Regions from separate parts of the Mus musculus genome. Here all the other regions are linked to region 1. A link is a contact called in public promoter capture Hi-C data. All regions are on one chromosome and are shown on one strand. The core of a region is the stretch at or near the end of the contact, and the rest is flanking DNA. Distances in the headings are between cores, read along the strand shown. Region 1 overlaps Dguok (deoxyguanosine kinase). Region 2 overlaps Tet3 (tet methylcytosine dioxygenase 3). Region 3 overlaps Tet3 (tet methylcytosine dioxygenase 3).

What was found. Capture Hi-C pulls out chosen DNA fragments and counts their contacts.
Region 2: a promoter capture Hi-C map of adipose tissue shows a contact between it and region 1. The contact joins two enhancer-like sites. A contact is called at or near these places in 1 of 15 datasets of contacts at CTCF or cohesin (CD8 T cells), 13 of 484 Hi-C or Micro-C datasets (the AML12 cell line, the C2C12 cell line, CD8 T cells and 9 more), 3 of 115 datasets of contacts at active chromatin or transcription factors (CD8 T cells, embryonic stem cells and heart atrium) and 3 of 9 other capture datasets (adipose tissue, liver and pancreatic islet).
Region 3: a contact with region 1 is called in a promoter capture Hi-C map of adipose tissue. The contact joins two enhancer-like sites. A contact is called at or near these places in 14 of 484 Hi-C or Micro-C datasets (the 3T3-L1 cell line, the AML12 cell line, the C2C12 cell line and 9 more), 5 of 115 datasets of contacts at active chromatin or transcription factors (the HPC-7 cell line, double positive thymocytes, embryonic stem cells and 2 more) and 3 of 9 other capture datasets (adipose tissue, liver and pancreatic islet).

What each region holds. Positions count from the first base shown.
Region 1 is chr6:83,479,607-83,483,919 of GRCm38.p6, forward strand. It overlaps Dguok (deoxyguanosine kinase), which reads right to left. Exons shown (of 7, transcript NM_013764.2): 5 at 1,741-1,856; 6 at 1,237-1,336; 7 at 608-830. The coding sequence ends at 804. Among named protein-coding and RNA genes, the nearest start is that of Dguok, 25 kb to the right of the region's middle. Within about 2 kb of position 3,010, at least 105 of the 459 cell types and tissues checked have an H3K27ac peak or open chromatin away from gene starts, as enhancers often do. A contact at or near this core is called in the HPC-7 cell line, adipose tissue, bone marrow-derived macrophages and 2 more, where this site is marked.
Region 2 is chr6:83,410,386-83,415,123 of GRCm38.p6, forward strand. The region is part of intron 3 of Tet3 (tet methylcytosine dioxygenase 3); the gene reads right to left. Among named protein-coding and RNA genes, the nearest start is that of Mir6374, 12 kb to the left of the region's middle. Within about 2 kb of position 2,391, at least 94 of the 459 cell types and tissues checked have an H3K27ac peak or open chromatin away from gene starts, as enhancers often do. A contact at or near this core is called in adipose tissue, bone marrow-derived macrophages and heart atrium, where this site is marked.
Region 3 is chr6:83,379,744-83,383,850 of GRCm38.p6, forward strand. Tet3 (tet methylcytosine dioxygenase 3) reads right to left here. Exons shown (of 12, transcript NM_001347313.1): 6 at 129-222. Among named protein-coding and RNA genes, the nearest start is that of Mir6374, 19 kb to the right of the region's middle. Within about 2 kb of position 2,163, at least 114 of the 459 cell types and tissues checked have an H3K27ac peak or open chromatin away from gene starts, as enhancers often do. A contact at or near this core is called in the HPC-7 cell line, adipose tissue, bone marrow-derived macrophages and 1 more, where this site is marked.

The DNA.
Region 1 (4,313 bases), core at 1,760-4,259:
ACCTCATGCAATTGTTAGTGAAGAATCCAACGCCTTCTCAAAGCATAAAGGGTGGTAAGTCCTGGCTCCTTCAGTGTCTGTGTGCCTGCAGGACTGCAGAGGGCTGGGCCTTTGGAGTCTTGTCTTGGGTTTCTTGCTATGGAGCACTTCACTACACCAAGTCACACTCTGTCTTCCCTGCTGGGGTATCTCTCCTTTCTGCTGTCTGCATCTCACTGCTAAGGTACTGAGGTAAGCAGAAGACCAGGACAGCCAACCCTAAACATCAGAGGCTGCTCTCCCCATATTCTGGGCAATCTCTTTAGCTCCAGGACTGAGATAAATCCCTCATCCCTTCTCAGCATCACGAACAGTGGATACGAAGACCTCAAGAAGCTGCCTGGGGTATGCGCTCATTTCTCAATTCTGGGTGCACAAACTTTAGGCAAGGCAGGGCTTGGCTGGCTGGTAGCTCTGGGGCAGTTCTGTCGTACATTATCCAAAGGACACGTGATCACATAGGAGTGCTGGTGAAGAAAGGCTAAGATTTTTCTTAGGTGAAAACTGGTATCTACTATGGATATATGAACAGGCATTAATAGATACATCCTGAAATAAACGAACAACTGGATTAGAAAAATAGCAAAGTCAGCTTTATTTCAAGGTGCTTGAGATTAAAAAAACAAAAACAATGGCAGTACAAAGACAGCACACACCCAGGTGTGGGGGTGCATGAGGGGCCAAAGGGATGTGCATAACAGGATGGAGAGCAGTCAGCATCTGAGAAAGTCAGAGTCCAGACCACAGCCACGTGTCCTTATTGCTTACAAGTTCCTCATAAAGGTGTTCACCTGCAGGAAAAGAAGACCTACTGTATGCTGCCGTCTCAGTACTCCCCTTAGTGTATGTGACTGCAGTCCCATGAGCATTTATGAGGTGAGAAAACATTAGCTGCCCAGGGTCAGACAGCAGGAAGTGGCAGCTGGGAACAGAACCCACATGTTCCTTGTCCCCCATTTTGGAACACCTTACAGGAGGAAGTCAGCTGGCCTGCGCATGCTAAGAGTCACCTAACTGACTGATACTTCCTAATGCAGTGCACTTTAGAGCTGGGCATTGTATCTGGGATTTGCCTATGAGCTCAGGGTTTTGGAGTGTGAAATGCAATTTGAAGCACAAAGCAACAAGGCCTGACACAGAGGCCGGGAAGACCAGAGCTCTGCACTGGGAACCAGGACGAGCCTAGGCTGTGCTCACCTGTCCCATGAGCTCTTCCTGCCTGGCGGCATTTTCAGAGAAGTCTTCAGTGACATCCAGCACCAGCACTGGCACGTGCTGCAGAGCTTCGAAGTGGAGCCTGGGGCAGCGAGAGGGAGCTCAGGCAACGCCACTCACCTTCCTCACACCCAGCCCGAGTCTCAAGACTGAAGCTGCCTGCAGAGTGGAAGGCTGAGTAGACTGCTCACTAGTCTTAGACTGCTACTGAAGTCAGCATTTAAAGCACTGATGTGAGCAACCCAAGCCTGATGGAGGACACTAAAAATGTCAATCAAAATGGACATTTTTCTAAACAACTTCAGTCTTCCATCCTGAGCCAATTATGACAAGCATTCACCACAAGGCACAATCGAGAGAAAAGAAAGGAAGGAAGGAAAGGAGGGAGAGATGCTGGGCACGTCCCGCATCCTTGCAGTTCCGCTGGGAGCTACGGCTGTGCTCAGCACGGTGGTGGAGGCTCTGGTCTGTCTGTTACACACTTACTTGGTAGTCTTGTTAATAAACCAGTCTTCGTGCTGACTATGTAGCTGTTGAAGATAGGCCAGCTCAATGCCCTTTTCTTCTTCTCTATCCCTCTGGTAGAGTCTCTCCATACAAACCTAAAAGACAATCCCCCGACTCTTACATTTCAGTCTTACAGGGCCAAGCAACCCACAAAATGTCTGGATGTCCTCTTTGGTACCATGGCCCATGACTGCACCTGCTGCTTCTTGCCTTGCTCAGGGCACTGGCACCATGTTGTCCACTTCTGCCTCAGACTGCCCTTCCTCGGAGTAGCTTCAGATGGTTAGTAGCAAACTCCATCCACCCAGCCAGCCGCACTGGGAGCCTGAAACTACCCTTCTTTGTCTTCCTCCCGAGCACATCAAGAATCCAGGAGATTCTAATCTCTCTAGCTGGCCCTGTCCTCTCACCTCTGCCTTGGCGTTCATGCTTTTCATCTGGACACTTCAAGAGCCTGCTGCTTTCTTTCTCCTGGAGGTGAAGAAGTGCACGAAGAGAGCATGGGCCTAAGAGTCAGTCATCTGTCATAGTCATGTGTGGGGCAAGCAGTTTTGGTGGGCTGCTTTTTCTCCATCCTCCACCCACCCGCAGGTAACTGAGACTGCTCTGAGGTAAGGCACATCTAGGATTGCCAAAGTCATTCTGCCTTTCCAGTTTGCCCTTCACTCCAGCCTTCTATGGTTCTTGTGCCCCTGCTTAAAATATTTGCTCCACAGGCTGCTTACCAGCTACAGGCATAACCAAAGACTTCAAGAAGTTATGAACTTGCTATCCTCCTGCCTCAGCTGTCCAGGTGGTGGGATTATATGCATGTGTCACTGTGCCTGGCTTGTGAGAGCCACTCTACTTATAAAGTGGTAAGCAATTTGAAACATCTCTAGATCAAGCACTCACTCTGGAGTAGATGAAACATCTGCATAAGTCAAATGAAATGAATCAAATGAAACCTGAGTCTTGACATGAAGGCCCCTCTCCCTGCCCCTTTGCAGAGCTTCACTCTGCCTCCACCTGCAGGTCTGAGGGTCTCTGCCCCTGAGAACTGTGATTCCTTGCCACAGCACATAAGGCCACAGTACTTGTCCTCAACTTCCTTAGTCCCTCCCTTGCTCATGGCTTTGGCCAGATTTGGCCTCCTTCCTGTGGGACAAGCCAAGCCCCTTCACACTTCAAAACCTCTGCTCCAAATGTTTGTTTTGCCTGAATTGCCCTTGTTCCTCTTTCTGCCTGGTCAAATACTTCATTAGTCAATGTCAACTGTCCTCAGAGTGTGGGCAGATTAACCCGCTGACTTAGGACTCCACCCTCCCCCATGTCCCATCTTTCCCTTAAGGAAATGAAACTATGCAAACAAATTCTCTTTAGCACCTTCCCTCCCCAACCCGCCTGCCTGCCTGCCGAGTTTTATTGTCTTTGACTTTATTTTGGGGGTAGTTCTAGGTGTGCTCCAGGCTGACCTGGAGCTCTGTGACCCGTGTTTCCTGTACCCTCCTGCCTCTGGCTACTCTGTTCTCCTCACTCACAGCACCACACGTGACTGAGCTTTCAGCAGTTTATGCACACATGCGTTCCTGACACCATCTCCTGAGAACGGAGAGACACTATCCCACGGCACACTCTGTTCTTAGGCTTGCTCTTCTCACTTAACAGTGCTTCACCGTTCTCAGCACGGTTCACACCTAGAAATCTAGCACAGGGTAGCTGAAACCTGAATGCTTCTAGTGAGTTCCAGGCCAGCTGGGCTATGAGTTTTAAGACCTTGCCACAAAAAGGCAGCAACAAAGAAAGCCAACCAGTACAGTGCTGTAGAGTAAGTATTCTGTTTTACAGTACAGTACACTCAGCCAGGTCCCCTAATAAGCACTCGGTCATCTCCAGTGCTTGGCTATTACAAACAGTGATGCACGTAACAGGGCAGTCTGTCTGTGTGCCAGCGTATCTACGGACTCAACTCTAAGCACCAGGATTAACAGGGCAAAAGGAATGAGCTCTTCCTACAACTGCCCAGCTGCCTCCTCAGAGGTCACCCATGCTACATTCCCACTAGCAAGCAGCTTCAGCTAAGGTACTTAATTTTTCCTCTGAGAGAAAAATATCTTCTGGATTAGAATAAATGAATATTTTAAAAAACATAATACAATCATGTTTTCAAATACATACAAGGACAGAACAATTCTGGTAAAAGCTATTCATAATTATCACCCAGTGACTACAGACAACCATTGATACCAGCCTGGATCTATTAAAATCAGCATTTCCCTTTTTATTATGAATTTGCTAAACTGAGCAAACTTTTCTTCCCTCTACAGTCTAGGCAAAATCCTATTTTGAATATTTGGCATAATTCTAATTTTACTGACATGATTATAATGAATGATTTTAAAATTCATGGGACAGTTTTATCGTGGCTCCACGTCATTCCAGTGCACATGGGAGTACACACTAGACTGTGATGGGAAGCCAGTGTGGGGAGAAGTGCAGGGACCCTACGTCCAAGCTTCCTGACGTGCCACGCTGTGACTGCTGAAGGCTCTGCTCACTGTGCCCTCTAGTCT
Region 2 (4,738 bases), core at 1,141-3,640, 70 kb before region 1:
CCTGGCCACCAGCAACAGCATGGCTGCTCTCGGAGAAGAGGCAGATGTTGAATACAGGAGGGATAAACTATTCATATATTGAGTAACTGTGCCACCTGCCAGAAGGACAAATAGGCTGGACCAGGTGTCAAAAGGTCAAGAGGCAGACAGAGAAAAAAAAATCAAACAGTAAACACAGCCTTGTACTTATACTATGTCTATGCAGATTATACACAGGAGACCCAGCAGTGTACACTTAAGTGAAAGACTGACAGCTAATGATCCACTCACCATAAGGTGGTGCAGCGGCTTCTGAGGGCCCTAACAGCCCAGGAAATGCTCAGGGCAGTTTTCAAAAAAGCCCTTACTAGACCAACTACTATGATTAAATTCCATCCCTTTCTTTCCTGTCTTTCTTTTAAATCTAGGCTACTAGGTTTTAACTGATGGATCCCAACAGTTAGACAAACAGCTATGACACAGCCTAAGCAGGGTACAGTCTCTTCCTGAACATGGGCTTCCCTCCCTCTGAAGTCACAAACGTTTCTGAAGCAGATGCAAGGGGAAACACAGGCCTGGAACCATCCTAAAAGCATGACACTGTGTACTCAGGTGCACCTGGGCCGGGACGGAAAAGAAGATGCCAGCTCTCTCCAGACAGGTATGTATGCGTGGGGGAATCTAGAAAGGCTCCTCTCAGAGTAATGTTAAGACAAGACAGGAAACATAGAGAGGTATTTAGGAAGAGGGAGGGTGGAGAGGAATTTACGGATGGAAGGAAAGAACAAGTGGGTATAGATAAGGAGACCTGGCAGGCTTTGGGGCACGGCTAAACTGTAGAGGTCAGTCAACAGAGCATTTGCCTTTCATGTATAAGGCCCTGGGTTTAATCCCCAACCACACACCAGATCCGAACGGAAGGAAGCCGACATGGGGGCAGCAGCATGGACACAGAGAAGAGTTTGAGACTTACATTGGGGGGACAGTGGGGGGGGGGCAGCGGCAATTTCAGGTATCACTAAATCCCAAAAGTTGTGACCTAAAGGCTCAGCATACACTGCCATTGCTATCCAGATCTGACACGAGGCCTGAACTAAGGCACCAGCAGAAGGTGGGTATGGAACAAGTCACAAAGGTAAAATACCAACATCAGAAAAAGAACAAAACACTCTACTGGGTGAAGTCTTCCTTACGAGGCCTGCTTCCTCCAGATGACTACAGAGTCCAGGCCAGAGTTTTATACCATGTGCAGCCTGTTCCACTGGGATGCATAGCCGACTGTGCCCTGAGCCGCTAAGGGATAAAGCTCTGGTACCTCTACCTCTGGAACCTGTACCTCTGTCTCCAGCACAGCTGGCTGGCTGAATGGCATCTATCTTATCCTCCCCCAAGGAACCTCTGAGGTCTCTGCTACAACAGGATGCAAAAGGTCCTGGTGCCACCCTTTCTGGGTACAAGCCCCACCCAGCTCTCCTGGGCCCTCCCACTCCTGTTGGGTCTCTTCTTTGACCTGTAATGTCAACAACTCTGGATCCCGTTAGGTCTTACCCAGGTTAGGGTGTGTCCCCTGTCGGGAGCAGCAGAGACTTGTCGTAAACAACAGGAAGATACAGAAATGTCCTAAGTTTTGTCTCCTTCTGAGGAGCTGAGAGAGCCAGAAGCTCAGAGCTCCCCTTTGTGCCACTATGTCCCCCCAGAGCCACAGGAGCCTCTGTTGGGAAGTCATTTTGCATCCTGCCCCACTGCCTCACCCTCTACAGTGAACTCCCTTCTGGGGCTCTCTAATCTCTGCCACTGTCTCCCAGACAGCTACAGGGGTTCAACAGCAGCAGCCCGCCACCCTAACGAAGGGAGTCCAGAAGCCCTGGTTTTGAGGCAAGGCTGGGAACAGGTGGATTCTCCAGATAAGTGAGTCACCACCACCAGAGACAGCTTCGGACGCAATCCCAGCTTCCTAAGTTTTTCCAGGTTAGCAATCAAGTACACACCAGCTCTGCAATACTGTACCGAATGGGAAGCAAAGGGACTTGCTTCAGAAGAGCGAGCGGTACGAGGGGAGCGAAGCGCTACTGTTCATCCTTTCTCAGCCTTGGCTGAAGGCTGACTTACAAGAGGAACAAGCTACAGGGCTGGCCTGCTGCTTGTCAGCTACACACCACATTAGCAGAAACCTGCCAAGATGCCGGCAGCCAGAATGAGCAAGCCCCATCAACCTCTACAGATGCCCATCTCTCCGCGGTGGACTCTATGGGGTGAATTCTCCTAGAATTTGAAGCAATAGAGAGGCTGCCTCCCCACCCAGATCTTCCCACCCCAACCCCAGCTCAGCTCCTCCACTCGGCCAAGCTAGCAGCTGCTGGGAGACTTGAACTTTGCAGCCCCACCCTCTCCCTCAGCTGACTTCAGGCCTCTCTACAGGAGGCAGAAATCCTCCCCTCCTTCCTAAATGAACATGGCACAAGGATCCTGTTCATGGCATTCTCTAGAGCTGATCAATTATTCATCTCTTCAGAGGGCCCTTACCCTCCTGAGATTTGCTGACAAAGCTGGTGTGTAATGGAGAGACTTTTAGGGGCCCCTGGCAGAGGACACACACAGCTGCCCATTTTGGCAGGAGTATGTGTGCACATGTGTGTACATACACTAGGGATCCCCGAGGGTGTACCCCCCTTTGCAGACTGCAAGCCCAAGAGGGCCATGTCTAACTCTTTGACCCATCGCACAGCAGCAGAGTCACTTCCTGTTGGGGAGGGGCTAGAAGAGATTTCCATGGTTACTATTCATGCCATCAACACAGCATTTAAAAACCTCCTGTTTTTTCCTATTACAAAATGGACCAGTGCACAGGCCTTTCAGTGACTGAGAGATGCTTAAGACAACGCTGAGCCTCTGCCTCCTCTGTGGCAGACCTCTGCTACATTTGGCAGGAGTACAAGACTATGAGAGTTCATGGCCTCTGCCCCAATAGCATTCCATGTGCCTGCAAAGAGGAACGAAAAGCTGAGAGGAAACCTGTAGCGCTGTGTTGAATCACCCTCGGGGCACCACGCTCAGCACCCCACACCCCGGTCTCGTTCAATCTTCTCAGCTCGACAGGCACTGTGCATTAGGACAGTGCGCACTGTCTTTCTCATCACATAGTGCTGCCACTTTAACACCAACTACTCTGAAACTCACTTCCATAGATGTAAAAACAGTAAGGCAACAGAAGAACTTTAAAATGTTACAAATGCCAAGATTGTTTCTCCTGAAGCATTAATAGAAAAGAGCTACAAACAACCTGAGTGTTCCCGAAACACCAGCGTGGTTTTAAAGTGTTCTATTTGTCCTTATTAAAAACAAACAAACAAAAAGAAACAAAACAAAAAATGGGGGGGTTAACATATGAAAAATATTCTACTAGAGAAACACAAACACAGAACACACAGAGAGATAGAGACAGTGACAGAGAGGCAGAGAGACACAGAGAGGGGTGGGGTGGTGGTGGTGGTGGGGAAGACCGGCAGCTGCAGAGATGGCTCAGAGGCCAAGAACACTGGCTGCTTATGCAGAGGATCCAGATTCTATTCCTAGCACCCACATGGCAGCTCACAATTGTAACTCCAGTTTCAGGGGATCCATTACTGTCTTCTGGTCTCCTCAGGCACCAGGCATGCACATAAATGCAGGGGAAACACCCATACACATAAATAAAATTAGAAGTTAAAAAAAATAGTGAAATCAGAGTGATGTCAGGGATGATGGTGCATGCCTGCAGTCCCAGCACTCAGGAGGCTGAGGCAGGAAGCTTTAAAGTTTGAGGCTAGCCTGGGCTATACAGCAAGACTATGTCAAACAAAACAAAGTAACAAGGTGAGACTTGCATGGCCTCTTACTAGATGTTTCCCTTTACACAGTCTGTTCTTCTGGTTCCCCAGTTTGTAAATGGAAGAGGGTAGTAAGGATTAAACAAACATGATGTGTGCTCACAGCAGCACAGAAATGCACGGAGCAAGTACCACAAAGAATGTGGGGCTCTTTTTGTGTGTGTGAGACAGGGTTTCTCTGTGTAGCCCTGGCTGTCCTCGAACTCAACATAGCCTCAAAAATCACCAGTATCCCCCTGCCTCTGCTTCGCTGGGATTGAAGGTGTCCACCACCACCACCACTAGGCTAGGGTGTGTTAGTTCAACACTGAGTGCCCATGGGATTCAGCAGCAGCTCTTCCTGGCATAGCACTAGCAAAAAGGCCAGAGGATGATCATTCTGGAAGCATCTGTGGGCTATGCTTAAAGTCAAATAGACATGTCCTGTAGCCCTGCAGTTCCAGAGACACCATGAACACATGCAAGAGGTTACGTTTCCACAATTCACAGCAGCATGTGTGGACACCCCCAGGAGCTCACCAATCACACAATAGATGAGTCATAAACAATGGGAAGAGCCAAACAGAGGACTGGGAGAGCGCCTCACAAACCATGGGAGGGAGGAGTCAGTTCCGTGGATAACGGCATCTGCCTCCAGGCCTGACAACCTAAGCTCCATCCCTGGAACCCACATGGTAAGAGAGACTTGACTCTTGCAGCTTATTCTCCAACATCCTCATGTACACACAAATAAATGTAGTATATATTTAAAAGCTGGCCTTATTCTGGCATGGTGGGGCACACTTTTAATCCCAGGACTAGAGAGGCAGAGGCAGATGGATCTCTGTGAGTCTAAGGCCAGCCTGGGCTACATAGTAAGACCCTGTTTCAAACACACAAAAATACAAAGACTA
Region 3 (4,107 bases), core at 913-3,412, 100 kb before region 1:
AGCTGCCACAAGGGTCATTGGCTCCAGGGTCCCGTGATGGTGAATGTCTATTTCCTGCTCACCTGCCCTGCAACCTGTTCTACCCTGTGAGCCCAGACACAGCTCAGCTGTGGAGACCCAGCACTCACCCACTTGGCGATGGGACAGCCTCGAGAACTCTTCCCCTCCTTGCCCGTGTAGATGACCTTCTCAATCCGGATAGCTTTCCCCTTTTCTCCATACCTAGAGAGGAGACAGAAGCCACATCAGTGAATACCCAACGTTAGGAGGCAGGCCCAGGTCCTTCGGCCTGGGCTTCTGGCTACAGAGAGGGGGAGGGGGAAACTGAGGCCACTCTGCGCTCAGAGGTGGTGGTGGGGGGGGGCGCTCACATCCAGACTCTCAGCCATTTCCAGATGCTCCTCCTCTGCTCCTGTTCCACCTGCCTGCCACTGTCCTCAGGCAGAGGGACAGTTAGGCACAATAGTCCCCGTACACTTCTGACTCTTGAAGCTGCCTGAACCCACAGGCATTTGCGCTCACAGCCCTGCTGGCCAAGGACCCCTTTAACTACTTGTAAATTCAATTTAAAAATGAACATACAAACAAGTGTGTGCTTGTGTGTGTGTGAGCTTAGAGACTGAAGGATACTGGGGGGAGTGACTCCAGCAAACACTAATGCTGGCACACAGTGGACAAGGCTGTCCCCTAGTCCCCCACACATGCCCACTTCCTGGGAGCCGAAAGCCTAAGCACTGAAGAGTCAAAGGCCTCTGATATCATGTACTCAACCACACCATGTTTACAGACACAGCTATGACCATGAACGTGTATTATACAGCAACACGGGACAAGGCTGGTTCCAATACAGCCTGATGGACAGAGAGCCACTCTCTAGCTACACCATTGCGGCCAAGTTACTGAGTCTATGTGGGCCTCAGGCTTCCTAGATGTAAACTGGACACAGGGCTAGCTCTACCTCCCAGGCCTGATAGTGTACATGTATTACTCAAGGCATGCCAAGCATGAGGGAGGAACTCAGTGAATCTCCTTAACAACATAAAAGCCATCTTCTTTTAAATAGATTTTCAATGTCTTTTGCAGACAAGGGTCACTTGCCATCTGGAATGCACTCTCCGTCTCTCTCTGTACTGACTGAGCTCCTGACAGGCTATGCACATCTTCACTCACTCTGGGCTTGACTAAGAGTGTATCCAGCTATCTCTCAGTATGGGGTACAGGCTTCTTTGAAGAGTGCCTCTGAGGATCACCCTTTAGGACCTAGGACCTTTAACAAGGCATCGATGAACTTAGCGAATGCATGTTAACATCTAAGGAGACCGGTGACAAAAGCATCTTTCTTTAAACAATTAACATGATATTCTTTAAAAAGATGGATTCGTTCCATGTATGCTGTGCTTGTGTGAGCGCACACACCTGAGCATATGGAAGCCAGAGAGCGCATCAGAGCTCTCGGAGCTGAAGCTACAGGCACTCTCGAAACTGATGGCTTGCTCTCTCTGGGTGCTGAGATCCAAACTCCGGTCCTCATGCTTGCACGGCAAGCACTATGCTAAGCCATCTCTCTAGCTCCAACATGGGCAGGCATTTTTAAAAGGTTAAGTAAAAATATCCTTGTATTCTGTAGTGGATTCAGTTTGAGTATGACATTTAAGTAGGCCATTTAGTAAGGCATAATGCTATCGAGATGTCTGCAGTTTGAAGGCACCTCATACTTTGTCTCATCTGCTCTACTGTCATGAATCACTAGACCCCAGATCAACCCAACAAGGGCCCTGGTCTTGGGTGCAGCTCAGTGGTACAAAGGCTGGCATGGTTAATCCCCTTCATTACAAAGGTTCTTGTAGACAAAAGCCAATGGCCAAGGTGCTCTTCCCCCTCTGTACTGATGGCTTTCTTTAAGGAGGTTGCTGGAGGACAGTCCCACCATGTAGCCTAGGCTGGTTTAGGAACAGTCTTCATGACCTTAGACTCCTAGGGGTGGGGATTACCCGCATGTATCCTGCCAGTACTTAGACTCCCTTCCCCAAAAGCTTCCTTGTTGCATTTCCCTGACTGAAAAGGAAACAGAGTTTCTTTTTTCAAACACTGAACTAGGCCGTCTATCTCACTCAGCTCTTAGGGGAAGTGTTTCTGACCACATTAACAGGCGAGGGCTGCCAGTCCCTTATAGGAAGTGCTTGCACACACCATTCAAAGCCTCTATAGCAGGGCTTGACATGACAGCGTAGCTTTTGTTTGGTGCCTGGACAGGTCTCAGCACAACAGGCTTTATCAGGACACAGCCCCCAAGGGCAGGCCTGGGACCTAGGTCTATCTAGGGAGCCCAGCTGGAGGCTGGCACAGGGCTGCCGCAGCACTCACAGAGAGGGACTATCATATTCCCTACAGGAGGGTGAGCTGAGGACACTGGTGCTGGCTTTCTGACCAGCTCCTTCCCCATTGCCCTGTCCTTGTGAGAAAAACTCCTCAAAGGTTGTACTGGAGACCAAGAAGAAAGGGCTACGTTGCCTACCCAGCTGGATTCTTTTTTTTTTTTTTTTTTTTTGTTCCTTTAAAACAAAAAATGTAAGACACTTGAGGGAGCTATCGTGGTGTGCGTGAAGGTCAGAGGACAACCTGTCAGGCTCTCCTTTGGCCATGAGGGTTTAAGATTACACTCAGGCTTGAGAGCAAGTGGCTTTACCCACTGAGCCATCCCACTGGCCTCCTTTCCTCTTGGAAAAGAACTTGACAATCGATTCCCGCTTTGGTTCCTTCTCCTTACATGCCTTACTTCCTGGCTTATCATGAAGAGTGTAAACTACTCTGAATCTGCGAAGACTGGCTGAAGCTTGCTTCAAGGAGGACAGCGAACAGCTTGGCCTACGTTTTGTTGTTGTTGTTGTTGTTGTTGTTTGGTTGTTTGGTTGGTTGGTTTTTCAAGACAGGGTTTCTCTGTGTAGCCCTGGCTGTCCTGGAACTCACTCTGTAGACCAGGCTGGCCTCAAACTCAGAAATCCGCCTGCCTCTGCCTCGCGAGTGCTGGGATTAAAGGCGTGCGCCACCACGCCTGGCTGGCCTATGGTTCTTAAAGGTTGGCCCCTGGATTGTTGGCAGAGTCTCACTACTTGGGAGCCAGGAGAGTAGGCAGGTTCTCAGGTCCCACCAAGACCCAGGAGGAGGCCCAGCGTCCTGACTGTGCTGTCATAAGTCCTCAGCAGCTTTGGACTCCTACTTCAAGTTGAGAAGCATTAAACCTGGATGTCACCAGCATAAGCTCAAGGGCACTATTGAGAACAGTCCACTAACGCTCATAGAGCCCTTCATCAGTGCCAGGCTGCAGAGGATCCTTTCCTTGATGGAAGCCAAGGCTCTGGGTAGTGGGCCATCTACAGACTGGAGCTGGACAACAGACTCCAATTATCTATTAGCATCAGGACCTGGATATCCAGGATGGTATGATGTCCATAAATACACTGGGGTATTTTAGAATCTATTTTCTATCTTTAAAAATTTATTTATTTTATGTATACGAGTACACTGGTAGCTGTCTTCAGACACACCAGAAGAGGGCATCAGATCCCATTACAGATGGTTGTGAGCCACCATGTGGTTGCTGGGAATTGAACTCAGAACCTCTGGAAGAGCAAGCAGTCAGTGCTCTTAACCACTGAGCCATCTCTCCAGCCTCCTTAGAATCTATTTTCAACTCCATCATCTCCTCCAGATTTGTGCCCTGCAAACAGCTAAATGCCATCAAAATCCCCTTGATGTCAGTGTATGTCCCTCCCTGACTCTGGCCCACCTGACAATACAGTGAAGAAAAAAATGAAGAGAGGCACAGACAATGTCAGTTGGTACAAGACACAAACAAGGCCCTCATAAGAAATCCATCGCCCACCTGTTTCCCTTCTTACTCCAGAATAATACGACATCTGTAAGCTAAACTCAGAGAAGAGGGGGAAAGACAAGCTGCTAGCCAAGTGTGATCACAGGCTCCGTATTCAAGAGATGAGCCTGGAAGAATCTGTCTTATGGGAAATCAAATTAGCAGCGAGTCCATAGCGAGATAGTCCTGTCAGCGAGATTCAGGGCGGTCTGAGAAGGCAGACTCCCACTAGCAAA